2 separate regions of the Sus scrofa genome follow, and region 2 is linked to region 1. Evidence: chromatin contacts called from public HiChIP or PLAC-seq data. All regions are on one chromosome and are shown on one strand. Each heading gives the region's core, a stretch centred on a gene start, on an enhancer-like site or on the middle of the called end of the contact. The rest is flanking DNA. Distances are from core to core; before and after follow the strand shown.

Region 1 (5,797 bases), core at 872-3,371:
TACAACTTAGTGGCGATGGGGTAAGGGAGGACGGAAGGGAGGATAAGACAAATACTCAGAACTGTAGTATAAGACATGCTCTAAAAGGCATAGGAAAAATACAGATTAAAATCTGAGGAGGGCTAGAAGAGTATTTATTAGTAATACTACTTATTAGCTGTGTAACCTTAGGAAATTTACTTAAACTCTGTAAGTTTACATTTCTTTGTTGTAAATGGGAATAATAACTAGAGAATAAAGCAGTGGGATAATGAATGTGAGGCAGGACACATTCTTAACAGTCAGTGAATTGTAGTTCCCCTGGGGGCGCTGCTCCTTGGCTGCGTCTGTATTAGGTTGGGTGGAGGTGGATAAGGGAAGGCACCGTGAAGAAAATAGCACCTGGGATAAAACCTAAAGAAAGGATAGTATTTCGAGGATTGGAAATTAAGAAGTAGGTGGGGAAGCAGTGTGACCCCAAACTGTGGAAGTAGGGAAGTACTGGAATGATTCAATAAATGCTAGGTAGTTCCATTTTGCTAGAGCATCAGCCTTTTCTGCTCAAAGTGTGATTCCCCTCACCAGCAGGATCAGCATCAACTGGGAACTTGTTACAAAAGCAGAATGCAACCCAGACTTATTGCATCAAAATCTGCATTCTAACAAGACCCCCTGGGAGCATGCATGCATGTTAAAGTTCAGCAAGTGTTGGGGTGGAGAACAGGCTGGTGCATAGCAGGAGACAAGGCTCAGAATGGTAGGGCCTCATTAGGAAGGACTTGAATGCCTGACCAAGTGGTTTGGGGAGTCATTAAAAGTTGCTGTAGGATCACTGTCAATGAAAATCTGCCTGTGACCTATATCATACCTTGAAAAAGGACACTTAAGCCTAATTTTGACTCTGAAAGTTCCTTCAAGCTAGCTCCTTAGTAGAAGAGGACTTTGGCCCTTTTCATCACTTCCCCATTCCCTTCTGTCACCCATTATTCTTTTGCAGTTACCCTTGCTTCGGCTAAACCAGTTATACAGAATATTGAACTCTTGAAATTGACAAAGTAGGTTTCATTTGTTTGACATCAGCTAAGACCTGGAACTGAGAAATGTTCATTTGTTTTGGCTACTAACCCCTGTGGCTGGAGAGTAATATTGCAGTCCAACTCTTTTGCAGACATTGTAAATATTCCCTTAGAAGTAGCGGGTGGAATTGCTGTGTAGTGAGAGCTGAAAATGTAGAGTCAGAGGTTTTTAGGGCGAGGCTTAGGAGAGTGGAGGGGCTCCCAGGGATGGATAAATCCTACAAAAGCACCTGCCAGCACATCAAGGGCCTGGCTATTATCCTAACCCCTCATTTCAGGAGTTTTTGAATTAAAAACTAATTTGGAGACCCTTTCCTTCCCTTTTCCAGGGAGTCCCTTGTCTGATTTTAAACTGAAGTCAATTGGAAAACAGGACTTAGGCTATAGAAATTTGTTTTTTATGCAACTTAGCTATGATGTTCCTTTGGCCAAAAACTGATACTATGTTTTTTCAACATGAATGTATGTCTGGTAATTGCTGCTTTGAAATGAATTTCCAGAATTATCAGGACCTAACCATTTTCTCTTAAGGGGAACTAATCCAGAATAAAATTGAGTTTCTTTTTTGCTAAGGTTGGACCACCTTAAGTCTGTGGGCCGCAGCTGCAAGTTAGAAGTGGCAGGGACCCACTGGGTCACATTTTGCTGCTGTAACCTGGAGCAATCATTAAAAGTGTGAGATTGCATCATGAAGGTTAGCCCTAATTTGACCTGATAGTGGAAAGCTCTGGAAAGTGAATTGTGACAGTAACTAGTACAGCAGCTGGGCACAAAGAGATCATTGATCTTCTTTCACAAGAATCAGGAAAATTCTTCAGTGCTTCCCTGCAAGCCTGGAGAATCATTTGCATCTGTATGGCAGACATCATTGCATGTGAACTCCTTGACCTGCAGATTGGAGGACTCACTGAGAACCACACTTCATTCTGAGATGTTTAATCCCCTGGTTCCATTGTTGGATAATACATGTCATTCTCCAAGGACTCCACCCCTACCCTTCCCCAATATGCATACTTTCTAAAGTGGCCGCATGTGTGTTATGAAGTCAGAGAATCTGTATTTTGACATGACATGAAGTAACAGCTGGTCAGCTGTCTAAACCAGTCAACCTGGTTTTAGACGAGATTACATTACCACATGGGCTTGTTTAATTGTGAACATTAAGATACAGAAATAGAGCTCTGTAACACTAATGTTTATCATCTATTTTTCCTTATCAATTTGTGCTTTCCTTTACACAAACTATTTTGTGGGGGTTCGGCAATGAGGGGGCATGATGTGAGGAGAAATGAATGAGCAAGGTTCAAAGTTTAATTAAACTTATCCTCAGGAATAAAAGGGCAAGGACTGTGAGAAATACATATGGCTTCATTCTATTAATTATTGGTGACTCGCTGATTTGTTTTTCTTGCAGTGATTATCAGTAGAGTCCTTAAAAAGTTAGACATCCCATGCACTCATTTTAGGGATAATAAGCAAGTTAACAATTGGACAGAAAGCATCCTACTTCACAGGCAGTTTGGGGGAAATGAAAGGAACCCTCAAAATAGAGTAAGTGGTAGTTTTCAAAAAGGTAAGGAAAGCAAACTGAATCCCTAGGAATGGTCCATAGACTTAAGAAGTATCCCCTGGGTTTAGGCCCCTCAGGGAATTCTATGGAAGATTCCTGCTTTGCATAGAAGAATGAACTAGATAGCCTCAAAAGTTTCTTCCTAATCTTTTCCTAATATCTTCCTTTTCTAGTAGTTCCATCATGTCTAGGAGAAATAGCTTCCATAAGAGATTTAAAGATAAATCCCGTCATCTGGGTGAGAGTTAAAATATCATAATTGCTAATAATTTATGTTCAAGTCATAATTGAAATTTCTGCAATAAGAATTCTTGAAATTAAAGTGGTAGTTTTCCTTTTAGAATTTATATAGTCTTAATAGGGCTATTTTGCTTAAAATAGTCTTCTCAGCATGGGTCACATTTACATGGCACAAAAGATCCTATAAGTATGTATTGATTTACTGATTTATTGGTTGATTTAGTGCTGTCTTAGGGGAGGGATGAAACAATACAATTGAAGTAGCTAGGAAGCACTAGTGTCATGGGATTTTGCTATCTCTATAGTCCTGTTCTCAAACTACAAATCTTTGAAGACTGTATTGGCTCTTGGATAATGTAAAATGTGGATTTGTACTCAGTGAATCAGCTTACTGAATGGGATGTCTCTCTTCCTTGATATGAGATCTTTTTCTATAAGAAACAAGGCCTAAGATGGTGTGCTGAATTATCAGGATTTTCTCATATTTGGATCATATGTGAGAAAGGTACACAGAAAATACTTGAAATCTCAGTCTTATTCAGTGCCAACAAAAATCTGAACATTAGGACAAGGAACAAAATAGCTAAATCCCTAAAGTTACCATATGGGACTGAGTAAAAGGGAAGAAAGATTGTAGTCAAATATCTATGACTGAATACATTTAATTCATCAGATTTGATCCTTGACTCCTTCAACTTTTAGAAACCAGTACGAACAACAATAAAAAGGGTCAGTGAGGAAAGTAAGGTATATCCTTGGACAAGGGCAAATTCAAACCAATCTCTTCACATTGTACATCAAAAATTCTAGAAATTAAATATAGAAAATAGAAGTTAATATTTATTGAGAATCTGCTATGTGCCAGATGTGATGCAGAATATTCTGCATATGTGATCTCACTTAATCCTTTTAACACGCCCATGATTTAGGTACTGCTATTAGCCTCCTTTTATAGATCATAGCTCTGAAGCTCTGTAAGGTCCTCAGTTATCTACTTAATAAGGCCGGAAAATGGACTAATATTATTCTCTAAAAGTATCAATTATAAAAGAAAAAATGTTCTGGTTAACCACAATTAATCAGAACCTCCTAATCCCTGAGTTTTCCTTTTGATCAAGATTTCACCATCCTTAAGTACAGCATTCAAATGAAGGAGATGCATTGGAAATATAATTATTTTAAGTAATGTTGATACAATCAACATCAGAACTTTTAAGTTGTGTCATTAATTCTTGATTATCAGCTGTCAAGTCTTTAACTACGTGAGTTAATAGATTGCCACCTACCCCCACCCCATCGAGAATTCATTCATTCAGCACTCCCTATGTGCCAGGCATGGTGCTAGGCACCGGGGATACAGTTGTGGGTGAGAGAGAGAAGGATCCTCCTTAGGAGAGCTGCTAATAAACTTCAAACTTACAGAGAAAAAGTTTGTTTTAATTCACCTAGAATATCCATATGCATATATATATATTCTTTTCTTATCTCTTGAACAACTCTGTATAGTGTTATCATTCCTCTTTTACATCTTATGAAACTAAGATTAAGGAAAATTACATGAATTGCCAGAAGCTACCCGTATAGTAAAAGACAGAGCCAGGATTTGAACCCCAATCTGTCAATCTTTGAAGTCCATATTATTTCCACTATATTATTCTGTCTTCCACAGAACTTTTGGTCAGTCTGATTTTGCAGAAAGAAATATCAAGAAAAGTTTGGGGAGTTCCCATCGTGGCACAGTGGTTAACGAATCCGACTAGGAACCATGAGGTTGCAAGTTCGGTCCCTGCCCCTAGCTCAGTGGGTTAACGATCCAGCGTTGCCGTGAGCTGTGGTGTAGGTTGCATACTTGGCTCGGATCCTGCATTGCTGTGGCTCTGGCGTAGGCCGGTGGCTACAGCTCCAATTCAACCCCTAGCCTGGGAACCTCCATATGCCGCGGGAGCAGCCCAAGAAATAGCAACAACAACAACAACACGACAAAAGACAAAAAAAAAGAAAAAAAAGAAAAGTTTGGAATAGTACAGTAATCACATTTGACTCTGGGACTACTCAGGTGTAAGAAACATCTTCATTTTAAAATTATATAAAAATCTATTCTTCTTTGAAAATAGTGTTGGTCATGATCTGAATGTTTTCTAATGCATAGCAATTGGTGTTTTTTTCATTAGTTCTTTGTAGTCACAGTAGGAATTTTTTAGGACATGGATATGATGCAGTGAATGGTTGACTTAAGATACAGAAGCAAGTTTTCATTCTTTCACTTAGTTACTCAGATGATGTAAAGGAAAAATGTTTGACAAGTCCCAGAAGACATTTAATGGAGGTGTTCCAAGTGAAATCTGATTGCTGAAGAAATAGTGCTTGTTAACGTGGGCTGAAAACATTAGCACAGGGATACTTTTTATTAAAATTAAGAAAGTAAAGCCATTTTGTTAGAACAGTAGCATTAATTTTACTGAAAGTTAATTGACCTTTAGCTGATTATATTCCAAGTTTTCATTGACATTTTACAACATTACCTGAAGAATTGTACAGCTGCAGGCCATAGAAAAATTGAGGGTTAAAGAGTGAGCCATAACAGGCCAACTTGATTCCTCTTTTGATAAGATTAGAGGACCAGTAGATAAAAAGCTCAAGAGACATCACCTAACTTTGGACGTTGACACATTTCATGATTTTGATTCAACATTTCATGAAGTTTTAATTGAAGCACTTGAAATTCCAGGTGCTGCTGCCAGAAGAGTAAGAAACTACCTCTGCTCATCCCTGTCTGAAATATCTAAGGCTTGGCCTTTTGCCATTTTACATGGTACTTCAGTGACTAGTAAAATGACCATGCTCTGAGTTCATTTAAAAGCGGCTTAACATAACCCAAGCCTGAGTCTTGACTCCCCATCACTCCAACTGCTCAGTAACCCCTTGCAGTTCT
Region 2 (5,117 bases), core at 2,455-4,954, 110 kb before region 1:
GCTAATTTTGGTCTGAGACAAAACTAGGGCACATCATAGGTAATATCCTAATATGGCAACAGACTGAATATTAAACTGAGACACTGACTGTGCATTAACATTGGCCAAAGACTGAGGCCTAACGCTGAACTAAGAACAAACTCTAACCATATACACTAAATAAAACTTCTCCTGATGAAAGATTGAACATAAATTCTGGTCAAATTCTTATTTAGCCCTTCCCCAGGCAAAGCAATCAGCATGAACTCTAACCTCTAACAGAGCCATGACACTGGTGGCCTTTACTGACTCCCAAATGGAGAAATAAAAGTGATTCCAATACTGACTAAACACTAAAGTCAAACCTTGAGCTAAGCCCTAACCCTGGATGTGGTCCAAGGCTGGTCCATAGACTGAGCACTAACACTGATCACCGATAGAATGCTGATAGAATAAGCCTTCTCCTATATAAAACTAAATCCTAATACTAGCCAAAATTTGAATCCAAATCTTATACCTTGACTTCACAATGAGTATAACCCAGCCCACACTGGACTAAAGGCAGCCTCAGAGTGAGGTTTCAGGCTCGTCAGAAATGTGCTCTGATCCTTGTTACGGACTGAACCATGGCTGGTTTTTTTTTTTTTTTTTTTTTTTTTTTGGTCTTTTTGTATTTTTAGGGCTGCATATGGAGGTTTCCAGGCTAGGGGTAGAATCGGAGCTGCAGCTACAGCGATGCATGATCCAAGCTGCATCTGCGACCTACACCACAGCTCATAGCAACACTGGATCCTTAACCCACTGAGCAAGGCCAGGAATCGGACCGCAACCTCATGGTTCCTAGTCGGATTCGTTTCCGCTGCGCCACAATGGGAACTCCTGAACCATGGCTTTAACATTGAGGCCTAACACTTATAACAGGCTGAGTCCTAAACTTGGTTCCATGATCTTCTAACTATAGACCCACACTGACTTGTAAAGATAGCAACAGATCAACTAAACCTTAACCCAAGCTGACGACTGAAGCCAAACACATTCCTTACTATAAACCTGAACCCTCGCCATGCTTCAGCTGTATACAGGCTCTTAAGCCTTAACCTTGGCATACTAACTGATCTCTAAATCCAGCCACACTGATTTACCCTGGGCCATTATTTCACAAAATCATCTTCTTATACTCAAGCATTTTTTCCTTGGATATATTTCCAATGCAGCTGACGGCCTACACCACAGCCACAGCAACATGGGATCTGAGCAACGTCTGCAACCCACACCAAAGGACACGGCAACACCGGATCCTTAGCCCACTGAGCAAGGCCAGGGCTCGAACCCACATCCTCATGGATACCAGTCAGGTTTGTTACCACGGAGCCACAATAGGGACTCCCCTCAAGCATACTTTCTACCAACAATAGACCAAGGGTCCATATGTAAATGCATACATTCCAATAAGCTTTGTAGAAACACTGTCACTGCTATATATTTTAATTATTAATCTAATTTATTGATACGCTCCAAAGGGAAGGGATATGGCCTGGTCCACCCCCTCACCCCCAGCCCCCGACTCCTCTGCCCCTGATGTCTAGAATTGTGCCTGGAATGTTGTAGGTACTCAATACATATTTGTTGAATGGATAGATGGATAGTTTATTGTTACTCGTCTGTCCTCTTATTCGACGTTTCTGTGCAATATTTTAGCGAGTCTACTTTATTTTCTGTTGCTTCATCTATCAGTCTATCCCTTCTCAGTGTCCTTTGAAGCTACCTCTTCCTCTGCCTTCTACTTGACTATGGTTACTTCTAGGGTCCCATACTCCATCTTTGTCCTTTTAAATGTACTGTTCTAAATGCTCTCTATATGAAACTTAATTCATATTTTATTCAACTACCATTTATGATAGTTTGGTTCCAACCCCAGACCTCTCTCCCGTGCTTCAGACCTCCATTTCCCGACAGCATATCTAGTATCTCCACCCAGATGTTCCACAGACTCCTCAATGTCCCAAACTGAATTCCTCCTATCCCTCACAAAATGTGCTCCTCTTTCTGGGTTCCCTGTCTCAATGAATCGTACTACCATTCACCCTGCCACATCAGAACTTGGGGGTCTCAATGGGCGTACTCCTTTCCCTCCCTTTTCATATTCAAATTATCATCAAATCCAAGTGATCACATCATTTCCTCGCTTAAAATCCTTTAATGGTTCTTTACTGTTTTCAGGTTATATTTTGAACTCATTGGAATGGCCCCTATTCCTGCCTGATCCAGTTCTTGCAGTATGGAACTTTCTTGTTTGTTCCTCGCACTCTCTCGCATCCTTATTCTGCCGTATGGAATATAATTAACCTCCCTGCCCCAAATCTGACAAATATCTCACTGGTTCCTCAAAGCTCATCATTCAAGTATTACTTTCCCCAGAAGTGGGATGAGTTCTTCCTCTTCTATGGTCCTACAGAACCTTACAGAGAATTTTTTAGAGCACTTTGCATGTTGTATAGCCTCTCTCCCTTCTTAGATTGTGAGCTACTTGAGAGGAAGGATTACTTTCCAATTCTGTAGCAATTGTGCCTAACCCAGTGCCTTGCACAAAGCAGATTGCTGAATAAATTATTGAATCCATCTTATTCCTGTAATGTCACTTTTTAAAATTTTAGGCAATTACCTTACCAAAATGCAATTCCTCTTTCTTTCCCTTCATTCCATTTGTGAGTCAAAAAGTTGTCCTTATCAGTAAAACTGTAGTAACCCAACTGTAACGATCCATTCAGCTATAAGGATTCATCTCTAACAAAGAAAAGAAAAGTCAAAAGTTAGGAGTAAAATTTGCCCTAATAAACAACTATTTTCTTCAAATTTTTAATCACTTGAAAGTGTTCAGGTGTCCTCACATATTGCTCTATCCACCTCTTTAAACATATCTTTTTAATTAAAAAGATAGTTTATTAAAGAAATATAGTTATTTCTTATTATTCAAGTTGTCTATCTTTTCTAAACTGTTGTATTACACCAATGATTGTGCTCACTGTTCTTCACAGTAACAAAGTGGGTTCATTATGGGTTAAAGAGGTTTCTTCTGGGCTGACTTCAATCGCATTTCTATGCCTGTTGTGGGACCATTTCGAAGTTAAAAAGATGGTTCCTAGTTATAAAGTATACATTTTCCAGAAACTTTAAAGTGGTTCTAATGCAGATGGTTCACACAGAATATACCTCGACAATTTTAAAGTACCAGTTAAAATTCTAAGCTTATCAGGGCATAAATAACATTTTTTAAAAAGCTACTGAATCAAAACCCAACGAGAATTTCAAATCACGATATAAAGTGTTCCCCTCCAGCTTAACCAACAGTACAATCAATCTAGAACTTCCATCTGATCCCACAAGCACAACCCATACCCCAGGTAGGGAGAGTCTGTAAAACTGCATAATCCAAACTACAACATCCAGAATACCCTCCTCAAGCCGAAACTCTGGGGACAATAAGAACGGGGAAAAGGCGGCTGGCGGGGCGTGGTGGAGAAGCTTCGGGGGCCGGAAGGAGGGGAGAAGAGAAGGAATTGTGGGTATATAAAAAGAAATGTCTCGACTCCATCTCCCATAATCCTCCGTCTTGACTTGCGTCTCTCCGCCAATGTCAATATTGGATTCCGCCCTCCGTCCCCGCCCCGCAGGAAGAACAGCTTCTAGCGACCGCAAACTACATTTCCCATGAGGACAAGGGCTCGGGCCTCCGGCTTCCCTGGAAACAAGTAGCCAATAGGAGACGCCGCAGCGGTTGCGGCGTCGGTGAGAGTCGAGCCTGGGCCTGGGCGCCGGGCCCAAGCCGGCAGCGCCAGGTGGGAGTTCAGAAGACGGGCGCCCGGCGTGGGGCGCCGCGAGGGCACCGCCCGCCCGGAAGCTGCTGCACCGGTCCGATTTTCCGCGGTTCTATAAGGAGTAGCGCTTCAGTAGCCGGGGACCTGGAGGTCAGAGAGGCAGAAAGCCTGAGCGGCTGAGGCTGGGGACTGTGGGACTGTGGGACTGTGGGGGCCTAGGGAGGAGGGAGCTTCCGGGGCCGCAGGCCTCAGCTCTGACTCCGCCCAGCTCCGCCTCCACGGGGGAGGGGGTGTCGGGCCGGTAGTTCCTTTGGGGGCCTGGGAATGCCTTGCCAGTCCCGGGCATGACTTTATGTCAAGTTTTCACTTTCTGCCTCTTTGATAATGAGGTCAAGATCGTTGCCATCTCTTTATCGGCCCCTGCAGCCACTTCCCCTTCCCTGACCAAGTCTTTGGAGCGGAAAGGGTTTCCCCTCAATTTCCAGAAGGGATGGGGAGCAGAGGAGGGAAGACATCTCACTTTTGAGAAATATGTGTTTAAGGTTCAGTGCAGTGTTCTGGTGAGAATAAAAAGCAAGTTAGACCTTTTTTAAAAACCAAGCGCTTTAGGGCTTTCCAGCAAGCATTCATGTTGACAAACATTTAGGGGGCACACCAACTACAGAATAAAGTAGACTGTGCAAAACGAGACTGTATTTTGTTATTACAAACGCGTGTAAAAAGTGCCGAGGGGTTAGTGGAAGGGGATACTGATGGGGTTGGTGGTTGATCAATGGAAGGTCAAGCCTAATCCTGGAAGTGCTGAAGGCTTGAAACTCTCATCTAGTTTCCAGACCTATCCTGATAGGCTTTGGGAAGAAGTTGTATTTTAATTTGGGCTCCAAAGGAGTAAAGAGGATTTAAAATGGGCAAAGGCGGCAGGCAGGCGGGAGTGGGGGGGGGGGCGGGGGAGGAGAAACTGCTTCCTAATATCGGGGTTGAAATTGGAGAAGGGTCTATAGAAGAGGAAGCACTTGTATAATAGGTGGGCTTCCCTGACTAGAGTAAAACGTGTCAGCAGGGATAGATTGGGAAAGAAATCGTGTTGACAAGCTTGGGGTCATAGTAATAGGACACTTTAAGGCATCCACATAGTTTGGATAGTATTCTGTATCAAATTAAAAGCAAAAAATTAAGATTAGGTGATTTTTGTTTTTTCATCCTAGGGGAACCTGATTTGAGATCAATTCTTGGAGAACACAAAGGAGTATGGTGGTATGTTCCAGGTGTGAGTTTAATTTAAACCCAAGAAGGGCTTTGTTTTATAGACTGTTTTGTTTGTGG

What was found. HiChIP or PLAC-seq counts read pairs in DNA pulled down with a chosen protein or histone mark.
Region 2: an H3K27ac HiChIP or PLAC-seq map of skeletal muscle shows a contact between it and region 1, with 2.2 times the contacts expected there. The contact joins the promoter of ARHGAP36 here to the enhancer-like site in region 1. A contact is called at or near these places in 1 of 5 promoter capture datasets (liver), 3 of 47 Hi-C or Micro-C datasets (fibroblasts, liver and skeletal muscle) and 2 of 2 datasets of contacts at active chromatin or transcription factors (alveolar macrophages and skeletal muscle).

The regions. Positions count from the first base shown.
Region 1 is chrX:107,258,650-107,264,446 of Sscrofa11.1, reverse strand. The region is part of intron 2 of ENOX2 (ecto-NOX disulfide-thiol exchanger 2); the gene reads left to right. Among named protein-coding and RNA genes, the nearest start is that of ENOX2, 110 kb to the left of the region's middle. Within about 2 kb of position 2,121, at least 6 of the 83 cell types and tissues checked have an H3K27ac peak or open chromatin away from gene starts, as enhancers often do. A contact at or near this core is called in liver and skeletal muscle, where this site is marked.
Region 2 is chrX:107,367,139-107,372,255 of Sscrofa11.1, reverse strand. It overlaps ARHGAP36 (rho GTPase-activating protein 36), which reads right to left and starts at 3,704. Exons shown (of 13, transcript XM_021080173.1): 1 at 3,432-3,704; 2 at 2,647-2,763. The coding sequence starts at 2,677. It overlaps ENOX2 (ecto-NOX disulfide-thiol exchanger 2), which reads left to right and starts at 3,812. Exons shown (of 15, transcript XM_021080170.1): 1 at 3,812-3,888; 2 at 5,000-5,059.